Regions from separate parts of the Mus musculus genome. Here region 1 is linked to region 2. The links are chromatin contacts, called in public HiChIP or PLAC-seq maps. All regions are on one chromosome and are shown on one strand. Each heading gives the region's core, a stretch centred on a gene start, on an enhancer-like site or on the middle of the called end of the contact. The rest is flanking DNA. Distances are from core to core; before and after follow the strand shown.

What was found. HiChIP or PLAC-seq counts read pairs in DNA pulled down with a chosen protein or histone mark.
Region 1: a contact with region 2 is called in an H3K27ac HiChIP or PLAC-seq map of epiblast stem cells. The contact joins the enhancer-like site here to the promoter of Pifo in region 2. A contact is called at or near these places in 1 of 484 Hi-C or Micro-C datasets (embryonic stem cells) and 1 of 115 datasets of contacts at active chromatin or transcription factors (epiblast stem cells).

What each region holds. Positions count from the first base shown.
Region 1 is chr3:106,249,936-106,254,787 of GRCm38.p6, reverse strand. No RefSeq gene overlaps it. Among named protein-coding and RNA genes, the nearest start is that of Chil4, 33 kb to the right of the region's middle. Within about 2 kb of position 3,572, at least 4 of the 459 cell types and tissues checked have an H3K27ac peak or open chromatin away from gene starts, as enhancers often do. A contact at or near this core is called in epiblast stem cells, where this site is marked.
Region 2 is chr3:105,998,342-106,003,431 of GRCm38.p6, reverse strand. Pifo (primary cilia formation) reads left to right here and starts at 1,935. Exons shown (of 6, transcript NM_029604.3): 1 at 1,935-2,105; 2 at 2,189-2,334; 3 at 2,962-3,060; 4 at 3,774-3,904; 5 at 5,043-5,090. The coding sequence starts at 2,045.

The sequences.
Region 1 (4,852 bases), core at 2,323-4,822, 250 kb before region 2:
CAACTTAAGGACTTTGAATGATTTTCAAAAATTGTTAGGTGATATTAATTGGCTTCGCCCCTATTTAAAGCATACTACAAGGGAGTTGAAACCTTTGTTTGATAGTCTTAAAGGGAGTTCTGATCCAAACTCCCCTAGATCTTTAACCTCAGAAGGATTGCTGGCCTTACAACAAGTGGAAAAAGCTATTAAAGAGCAATTTGTCACTTGTATAGATTACTCTTTGCCTTTACATCTGTTAATTTTTAATATGATTCATATGCCTACAAGATCGTTATGGCAAAAGTCTCTTCTAATGTAGATACATTCAAGGATTTCTCCTAAATGTAATATCTTGCCATATTATGAAGCAGTAGCTCAAATGGTTATCCTTGGAAAGAAGCAGGCACTAACTTATTTTGGCAAAGAGCCAGATATTGTAAAACAATGTCCTAAATGTATTACATTATCTTCAGTGCCACATTTAGCAGTTAATCCACGAGGTCTTATGCCTAATCATATTTGGCAAATGGATGTAACTCATTATGCAGAATCTGGAAAATTAAAATATATACATGTTTTATTGATTCTTGTTCAGGATTTCCTTTTGCTTCTCTGCATACAGGAGAGGCCTCTAAAAATGTAATTGATCATTGCCTACAAGCCTTTAGTGCCATGGGATTGCCTAAACTTATTAAGAGAGATAATGGGGCATCCTATTCTAGCAAGCACTTACTTCATTTTGTAAAGAATTTGGCATCAAACATAAAACTGGAATTCCTTATAACCCCCATGAAACAAGGAATAGTTGAACATGCTCATCGTACTTTTAAAAATTGACTATGTAATCTCGTTCTTTATATATTCAAAATAGGAATGGTTTAAGATAATATTTTGGTATTTTTGGAGAATGTGCATGTCAAATTGTAAATATTTGATATTGGTGTCCTCAATTCCTACCTATTTCCACATAATGGTATTAATTCTTGAGGACCTATACATAATCAATTGCTGCAAATGAATGCTCTTCTTTCTGATTATAAATAAATTATACACATGTGACTATAATAACTTTTCAAGCATTCTAGTTACAACCGCTCTTCAAGAGAAACAATTGAAAGTGTAATTATTCACTGCCCATGTTATATTAAAACTGACTATAACAGTCAAATATTTAATGTTTTGTCAAAAATTTAATAATTCTCAAAGACAAGGTATTGTGGAACTTTAAAAACTATCTTGTTAAAAACAAAGAAGGGGAGAAATTATACCCCCCATGCACATTATTTATTTTATTACTTTTATTTTTAAGAATTTTGAAATTTGGATGTGAAAGAACTTAATAAATGCCTCATAGTATCCTAAACTAGACATAATCATGTCTAGGTGAGATGAAAAAGATCCACTTATTAACACATGGCATGATCCTGAACAGAAAGTTAATATGGGAGAGAGAGAGGATGTTTCTGTTTTTTCCACAGAATGCTACAGAAGCATGCTAGCTTCCAGAATGATTCGTATGACAGCCTGACCTGTGAGTTCCTGAGTGCCCTGACAGTGGTGACAAGAAAGCTGTGTTGAGCACACCAAGAAAGAGGAGTCAGGGAGAGCAGCCACTTGCAAACTAGATGAAAAAACTTCGTATCTCCACCATGGACTACAACAAGGAGAGCCGACCTGGTGTCAACTTGGGGAAAACTAAAAATGATGACTCATGAGGCAGAGGGACTGCTACAGTGTATTTGACAAGATTTCGTCAGATACACTGTTTTTGGCCATTCAGGCCAACTCTCCTGAAAGCTTGTGTACCTTACTGTTGAGGCCAGCCAGCGGCCCACATGTCCGGGTTTGAGCCTGAAAGGCATTTTGGAATCTGGAAGAAAAGAGGGAACTAGGTGGCGTGAGAAAGGTTGGAACCAAGACATTAGTCTGATCAAGGTTCAATTTTACTATTCAGAGACACGGGGGTTATGAAGAAGGGGGAGGGACCCATTCCCACCAAATCATCCTTGGAGTCCAGTTGCAGGTGACCACGTGTTGGCTCTGGAACAGCTAGGCAGAAGGCAGTAGCAGTGGGAGTGGCAGAATGATAGGGTGGCAGGCTCCACCCCAGATGCTCTCCTGGTGCTAACAGTCAAACCTGATCAGCCAGATTTCAGGCTGAGGGGGGGAGGTTACATCTCCTCCCTGTTGTTAATATAAAAGAGAGGCTGGGCTGAGGCATAAAATTTATTTATTTATTTATTTATTTATTTATTTATTTATGCTCTATAGTCTTGCCTGAATTCTTAGGACCTAATGAAGAAACCTGTCTCAGTGGAATTTCCTAACTTTTCTCATGGTAAACCCTCATTTGGTTAAGACTGTCCTTTCTGTCCTAGTAAACATTTTGCAGACTAGCTCTGAGCTGTTGGCTCCATCCTTTGTAATGTTAATTTTGTTACTGAATAGGTAACTTCCTTGCTGAATTTCTACTGAATTCCAAGTTGTCAGCTTCACGGTCTTACTAGGACATTGGAACTCTGGCGAAGACTTAACTGTATCATGATTCAATTTTAAAAAGCAGTATAGTAAGATAACACTAAAGGAGAGTACGTGGATCCTCCTTAACAGCCTTGGGTGACAGGCAGGGAACAAAGAGGAGGGGTGACAACTGGCTCCTTAGCACAAGGCCATTTAACTTGTTAGGGTGGGAGGCTGTGAAGGGCTTACCTTTTCACGGTATGGTCTCCAACCTCTCTCCCCTCTTTGAATTACACTTAATAAGGCCACACTTAATTGAGGTGATCAAATGATCTTTTCATCCTTAGATGAGTGGGCTTTAACCATGGCTGGAGGAGCATTGACCTGACTCCTCCTGTGGGTGCTGTCACGACCCACAATCATGGCTCTTGATATCTTTTGGGGAGGGGAGACAGAGCCTTAGAAAGATACTTTTGGTTGTAACTGGAACTAGATACCAACCTCCATCCAAACCGGGTGTGTCTCTCAGGGAACTCAGAAATGGTCAAGTTGGACCTTCCCCTGCAGTGCTTAGCCTTGGACCCACGCTGGTCCCCATACTGTATTCGTATTATCACGAACCAGCATGCACAGTTCTGAGTACTGTGCAGCTCCCAAGGGAGAATTGTCAACCTCAGATTCAGCGAGGCCTCTACAAGATTTATGCCACTTGTAACACAACAATTTGTGGCTCTTAGGCTATATTAGGAGCTTGAGGTCACCCTCCTCACCCCTAATATCTCTACAGCCTGAGGAACCAAGGGGACCTTGCAATAGCAGCAAGGGTGGAAAACTGGAGACCAGCTAAGGGACTAAGCCCGTCTTATCAGAATAAAAACAACATTCTTCTAATATCTGAAATTTCCACCTTTCTAGCCCTAATAGCAAACCGTGATCCCAAATCAGACCAAAAGCCACAATATGTGCTGGAATGCCTTTAGAATGAAAATTAGTAGCTGCCACCTGCATGCTCTTGGGGGTGGGGATGCACGCCTGCTGCAGTCAGGCTGAAGGGTGTTGATTGACCTGCTTGAAAGACACAATACAGACAATGAAAAGTGACAATACAAAGCTTCTTTTGGAGAAGTCTAGGTACTTTATTCAGTTGCAAATTAGCAAGGCTCAAGCTCAGTCTCCGGCCTCCTAGTGGGCTGGCTGCCTCTGAAAATTGCAGGAAAAAAGCAGCTACTCTGGGAGCCTGTGCTCCCAACTGACTTCTAGGCTAAAGAGGATTTTTAGCCCTCATCAGAGTAATACTAGAAGATTCAGGATCTGTGTCCAGTTGATGAATTAATCTTTCAGGCAGCCATCACGTGCCATTTTCTTATGAAAAAACACAGTCTGAACCCTTTCCCCAGATTAGAACCGTATCTGGAGCCTTCCAATCATTAGTTAGAAGAGCCCTCCATTTTACCATGGCATAAAAATTAGAAGTAACTGGATCCAGTGGCGATCTGCTGCAGACTGACCTTTAATATCAGTTTGCAAAAAATTTAGAACAAATAAAGCAAAGGCAAGATGTGCCTTTGGTGACTTTGGGGGATATAACTGCCCCTGTTTTGTCTTAAAAAGCCAAAGACTCTCTGGAAGTGGGGGCTGTGCTCTGAATTAACTTTGCTAGGTAATTAAGAATTTTAGCTATCTACAATAGTAATCTTTAATATTGGACTTAATATTAGACCAGTCCAAAATTGAGTTAGAATAACTGGTCACATTGAAGAAAAGAGAAAAATCATTATGACTCTATTAAATGACTAATCTTACTAAGTCAGAATATACAGTCTCTGATGTTCTTTTTGCCATAAAGTTAAAAGGCTTGAAGCTAGTCCAAACTGGAGAAACGGCAAGCAAGGATGGGTCAAAGACATGTACCCAATTTAGCTTCCTTGTCACTTTAATCAGGGCACTGAGTCAACTCACCTGCCAGCCTGTCACACGAATTAACCATCATGCTTTTGCAGCATTCTGTGGAGAGAGCCTATGTTTTTCCCTTCCCTAATAAGGTAGCTGTTTAGGATCAAACCATATTCCAATAAGTAGGTCCTTTTAAGATATTATAAAGCATTATTAAATTCTTTGATATCTAAATTTCAAAATTCTAAAATAAAAGTATTATTTAAATAGTGTGCACGGGAATGCACTAAATAATATGCATGGGGATATAGTTTCCCCCTTCTTTGTCTTTTAAGAAGTTAAAGCTTTAAAATTTCACAATATCTTGTCTTTAAAATTAATAACTTGTTGACAAAACATCTCAAATACTTGACTGTATTCATGTAACAAGGGCAGTGACTAATTGCACTTTCAATTGTTTCTCTTAATGAGCGGTTGTAACTAGAAAGCTTGAAAAGTTATTAATAGTCACATGTGC
Region 2 (5,090 bases), core at 686-3,185:
TCACCAAACCCAGACGCTGTTGTGGATGTCAACAAGTGCTTGCTGACAGAAGCCTGTTATAGCTGTCTCCTGAAAGGCTCTGCCAGTGCCTGACAAATACAGAGATGGATGCTCACAGCCATCCATTGCTTTGAGCACAGGGTCCCCACAAAAGAGCTAAAGAAAGGACCTAAGGAGCTGAAGGGATTAGCAGCCCCATGGGAAGAACAACAATATGAACCAACCAGTACACCCAGAGTTCTCTGGGACTAAACCACCAACCAAAGAGTACACATGGTGGGACTCAGGGCTCCAGCTGTGTACATAGCAGAGGATGGCCTAGTCGGTCATCATGGGAAGAGATGGTCCTCCCTTGGTCCTGTGAAGGCTCTATGCCCCAGTGTAGGGGAATGCCAGGGCCAGGAAGCAGGTGTGGCTGGGTTGGGGAGCAGGGGGAGAGGGGAGGGGATAGGGGGGTTTTGGAGGAGAAACCAGGAAAGGGGGTAACATTTGAAATGCAAATAAAGAAAATATCTAATAAAAAAAATCTTAGCGGATGCTCACAGTCATGCTCAAGGAGCACAGGGTCCCCAATGAAGGAGCTAGATCAAGGACCCAAGGAGCTGAAGGGGTTTGCAGTCCCATAGGAGGAACAACAATATGAACCAACCAGTACCCCCAGAGCTCCCAGGGACTAAACCACCAACCAAAGAAAACACATGGTGGGACTCGTGGCTCTAGCTGCATATGTAGCAGAGAATGGACCAGTTGGCCATCAATAGGAGGAGAGGCCTTTGGTCCTGTGAAGGTTCTATACCCCAGTATAGGGGAATGCCAGGGCCAGGAATGGGAGTGAGTAGATTGGGGAGCAGGGGAGGAGGGAAGGGATAGGGGATTTTCAGAGGGAAAACTAGTAAAGGGTTAGATGTAAATAAAGAAAATATCTAATAAAAAAATCTAAAAAATAATCTAAGGAAGGAAGGAGAGAGGGGGGGGGAGGGAGGAAGGGAGGGAGGGAGGGAGGGAGGGAGGGAGGGAGGGAGGGAGGAAGGAAGACACACAGCAGCATGGGCCAGACAGTGTGTCTTGTTACCTCCTATACCTGGACAAGTCGTAAAGCTACCCTAAAACACAGGGGAGAAAAGTTCTTGTTTCTGCACAGGACAAAGTTTAATAACAAACATTCTGATGTTCTTTCTCTCAGTAGTATGAAAAAGCTCAAAGGTTAGTTGGCTGTTATCTATGTGATGAAAACCTTTTACGTTGACAACTGCTAGGAAGTACACACTGTGTGGTTTTGCTTCCACAGCCTTAAAACACTCAGCAAACCTGTCAGTAGAATTATGAGGATACTGAGACTTACAAAAATGTTAAATTATTAAGCTCTTCAACAATGCAAATGCACTCTTAGTGTTCCACTGAGAGCCATTAGCTTTTGAAAGCCTCCTACCCACACGTTCCTGCGCTCTCCTACCCCTGCACCCCTACACACACACACACACACACACACACACACACACACACACACACACACACGATCTCAGACTTGAGGAAAAAGAAAAACGGATCTAAAATGGACCTGATGGGGTCCTTGCTGTCAGCGCAATCTCAACACCCACCTGCCCCACAGTCCTCTGCTCCAGGCATCGTTCAGAGGCACAATCTTCCTCACTTGTCAGCACAGAGTTTTCTCCTTTTCTGGTCCCCGGAGTCCAGACCTAGGGTGATCTGAGCCCCATAGACCTACCTTTACAGCAGTGTATTCTTCGTGGACTTTTCCAAAGAAGTTTTCCACACACTCACCCATGTAGCCCTTCCACCTGGTGCCTAGCTGGTGCCACCCTCTAGAGTTAAGAGCCTCAAAGCTTAGATGTAACTTGACCTGTGTCCTGAGCAACCTGCTGCGCAGGCGCGCTCAGAGCTCTCCGCGGTTCCGTTCCCTTGGCAACGTAGTACACAGAGCTAATCCTAGCACCCTGCAGGATGTGCTTCAGCAGAATAGGTAAGGAGAGTAGCAGAGATTTACAGAGCAGACAGCAGAAGAAGGGTAAGAAGAGCAGGAGAGATGAACACGGAGGAAATACCGGTTGCTCCTCCGCTCCGTGGAGTTACACCTGCTTTACAATGTAAGAGTTGGCAGCACGGTCCCCTTGCCCCATGCTTCCCTCCACCCACGTGCTCACCTGGAGTTTCTTCTCTTGATCTTTAGGGAAGGTGAATAATTACTCCTTTGGAACACGTCAAGCGAGGAAACTCTTTCCTCACTACCATCCCCCAACCTGGCTGGGGAACCTGTATCTCCCTCTTAGGGGAATGCCCCACACAGGCCCTGGGTGTTATGCAGCAGCAACAGATGTAAGTATTCACTTCCCCTTGGGTGGGACTCAGTTTCCTGTCTACAGCAGGATGCATAGGTGTTCTGGGAGAAAAACTGCTCTATGTGTAACTTTAATTTCTGGGTCCCAATATGAGACAAGCTGTAGAGCCTATGTGTAAACTACGATAGTTCGCCACTTTCCATCCCCCACTAAACGCAAGCTTGTCTTCATATAATCCCTTCCCTGTCTTCACTTCCAGCGCCCTCTTGAGCTGTCAGTCAGTACAATCTTCAGGCTGACTCTTCCATAAAAGTAAATTCAGTTGTTGACAGCTCTAAAGACTGAAGCCATTGGGATACACAGAAATTCATGTGTTTGTCTGTCCAGCCACACCTCTTTGCAAAGTCACTTGTGTCATTTGTTGAACTCTATGCTTTTGACTATAAAAGAACCAAGACAAGGTGGGGGAAGGCCATGTCTTGCAGAGAAGTTTACACATTCTGTATTCACTCCACTTTGAAGGCCGTTCTAGGATTGTGTTACTAATTCTGATGCTTTTCTTCTTTCTCCACCCCACCCCACCACCGCACCACCACCACCCCAACCCCACGCCCACCCCACCCCCCACCCCACCCCGCCTTCGTTCTCTTCCTTCCACTGGAAGTGGAATGGTTTGGCATATAATCTATCGAAAGTCCCAACCAGTACGAAAGGCTATGCTATTGGAGCCAGGACAGCTGTGAGGTTTAAGCCAATCAGCAAGGTAATGTTCTGGGATTGTTCTGGGTGGATCATGTGGCAACATAAATTTATGTTGAGACATTAACACAGGTAGATGATTGGGAAGCAGGGAGAAAAGCCCTTCACTAAAGAAATGGATCCAAAGCAAGGTTTTAATAACCAAAAGTTGAAATTGAGAACCTACATACATCACGTTATCTTGTCAGTTAAAGGATAAATTCCAACTTTTTTACTTTGTGGTATATGTGTCTGGCTAGATTTCAAGTCTAATTATGTGGGGGGAAATCTTATCTTTCTTTTTCTGATGTAGTTCTGAGCCTAGACTGCACCAGGCAAATGTGCTTTCACTGAGCTCTAACCGGGCTGCATAAGTTCCTACTCTCTTATTAGTGGTTTTCCACATAGACAGTCAAGGACTGGAGATACTAACTATAAAATTCTCCCAGTGGTAGACTGTACCAACTAACATTGGTTCCTTACCCATACTAAGTTTATTTCTGTGTGTTGTATGTCATTATACAACTTCCCCAGCCCCATACTAGGTTTTTGCCTACAAGGCCCTATTTCTACATCTTTGACACACTAACCTGTATGTAGATGACTTATAAACAGGATAAAAATGACTCTGTTTTGTTTACCTTAAGTGATTTGTGTTAAATTATATCTTATCAAGATATAGATTATATCTTATGAAAGATATCTGTATTTAATCCACTAATCTTTTTGTGATTACAGGATGTGACACCATACCCAGGGATGTATCAGAAAGTTGATACTTTGAGTGAAAAACACAAAAAAAGCTTTGCTCCATTTAATATCTTGATGCCTCGATTTAGGAGTGCAGCAAAGGGTGATTCTTACCCCGGGTATGTCTACTGCTTACTGTGCATTTCGAAGGGAAATAGGAAAAGAAGTACATAAAGCAGGAATTACATCCAAACTTTCTCAGCTAAATCTTTAAAGATTTGATATCTAACTTTCCAGGTCTCTGGTACTGTTTAGGTTGTAGAGTCAGTTATTAATTCAGTAGATATTTGCTAATGTGTCCGGCGGTTTTGTAGCTTCCATATATCATTCACTATACCCACCAAACAGGGATCCTGATCTCCTGGAGATTACATATTAGAACTAACAAACTCAGACATAAATACTCGAGAAAATATCAACAGTAGTAAGAATACTAACCATATAATTCACTAATCAAACTTCAACACTTCCACGAGTGAAGTAGGCCAAGTGACAGTTACCCCAGGACAGTAGCATAAGCCCTGTCACGCTCACACCTGAACATGTGGTGAGCTGGTGCTGTCCTATAGAGAGAGGCATTAGAACAGGATGTAGAGCGATACGCTGGAGGCTACTTTATCTGAGATTGTTAAGGAAAGCATTCAGCAAGTACTATTGGATCTGAGACCTGAACAAATAGATTAAGTCATTTCTATGAAGGTGTAAAGACAGAGCAGAAAGAACCACAAGCACAAAAACTTTAAATTAAGAAAGAATTTGATGAGGTCGAAAAGGAGAGACATTATCATGGCTAGGGTATAGTGAGAAGGAAGGAAATATCCCCTCACAATAGAGTCTGTAAGAGGATTACAAACAAAGGCAACCCAAAACTAATCTCAGTGACAAGAAAAGCAAATGGTTCTGCTTTGCTTGTCCCTAGATTGTAGGCTAGGTTGTTGCTGAATGTCTTTCATGAAGTTCAGATCTTGGGCAGCACTTATCTGTCATCACAGTGGGTCTCTGACCACTCACTCTTCTGGTATCTGCTGGCCTGTCGGCTGAGGACACTGAGTTACAGAAATATTCTTAAACTAGAGTCTGTCATTACCCTATTTGGATGTTGAGGCTGGTTTTCTTTAACCTAATGAGAAATAAAATAACAGGGAAATGATGCTCATGTTTGCCTGACATCAAAAGGCTAGTCCTCTTTTCCCAAAGACTGGTAAGATGTTTTGTTCAGTCATCTACCATGATATCTGTATTTCTATTTATTTCTAGCCCTGGCACATACAATCCAGAGATGAAGTCAGTCCCAAAAGTTACTTG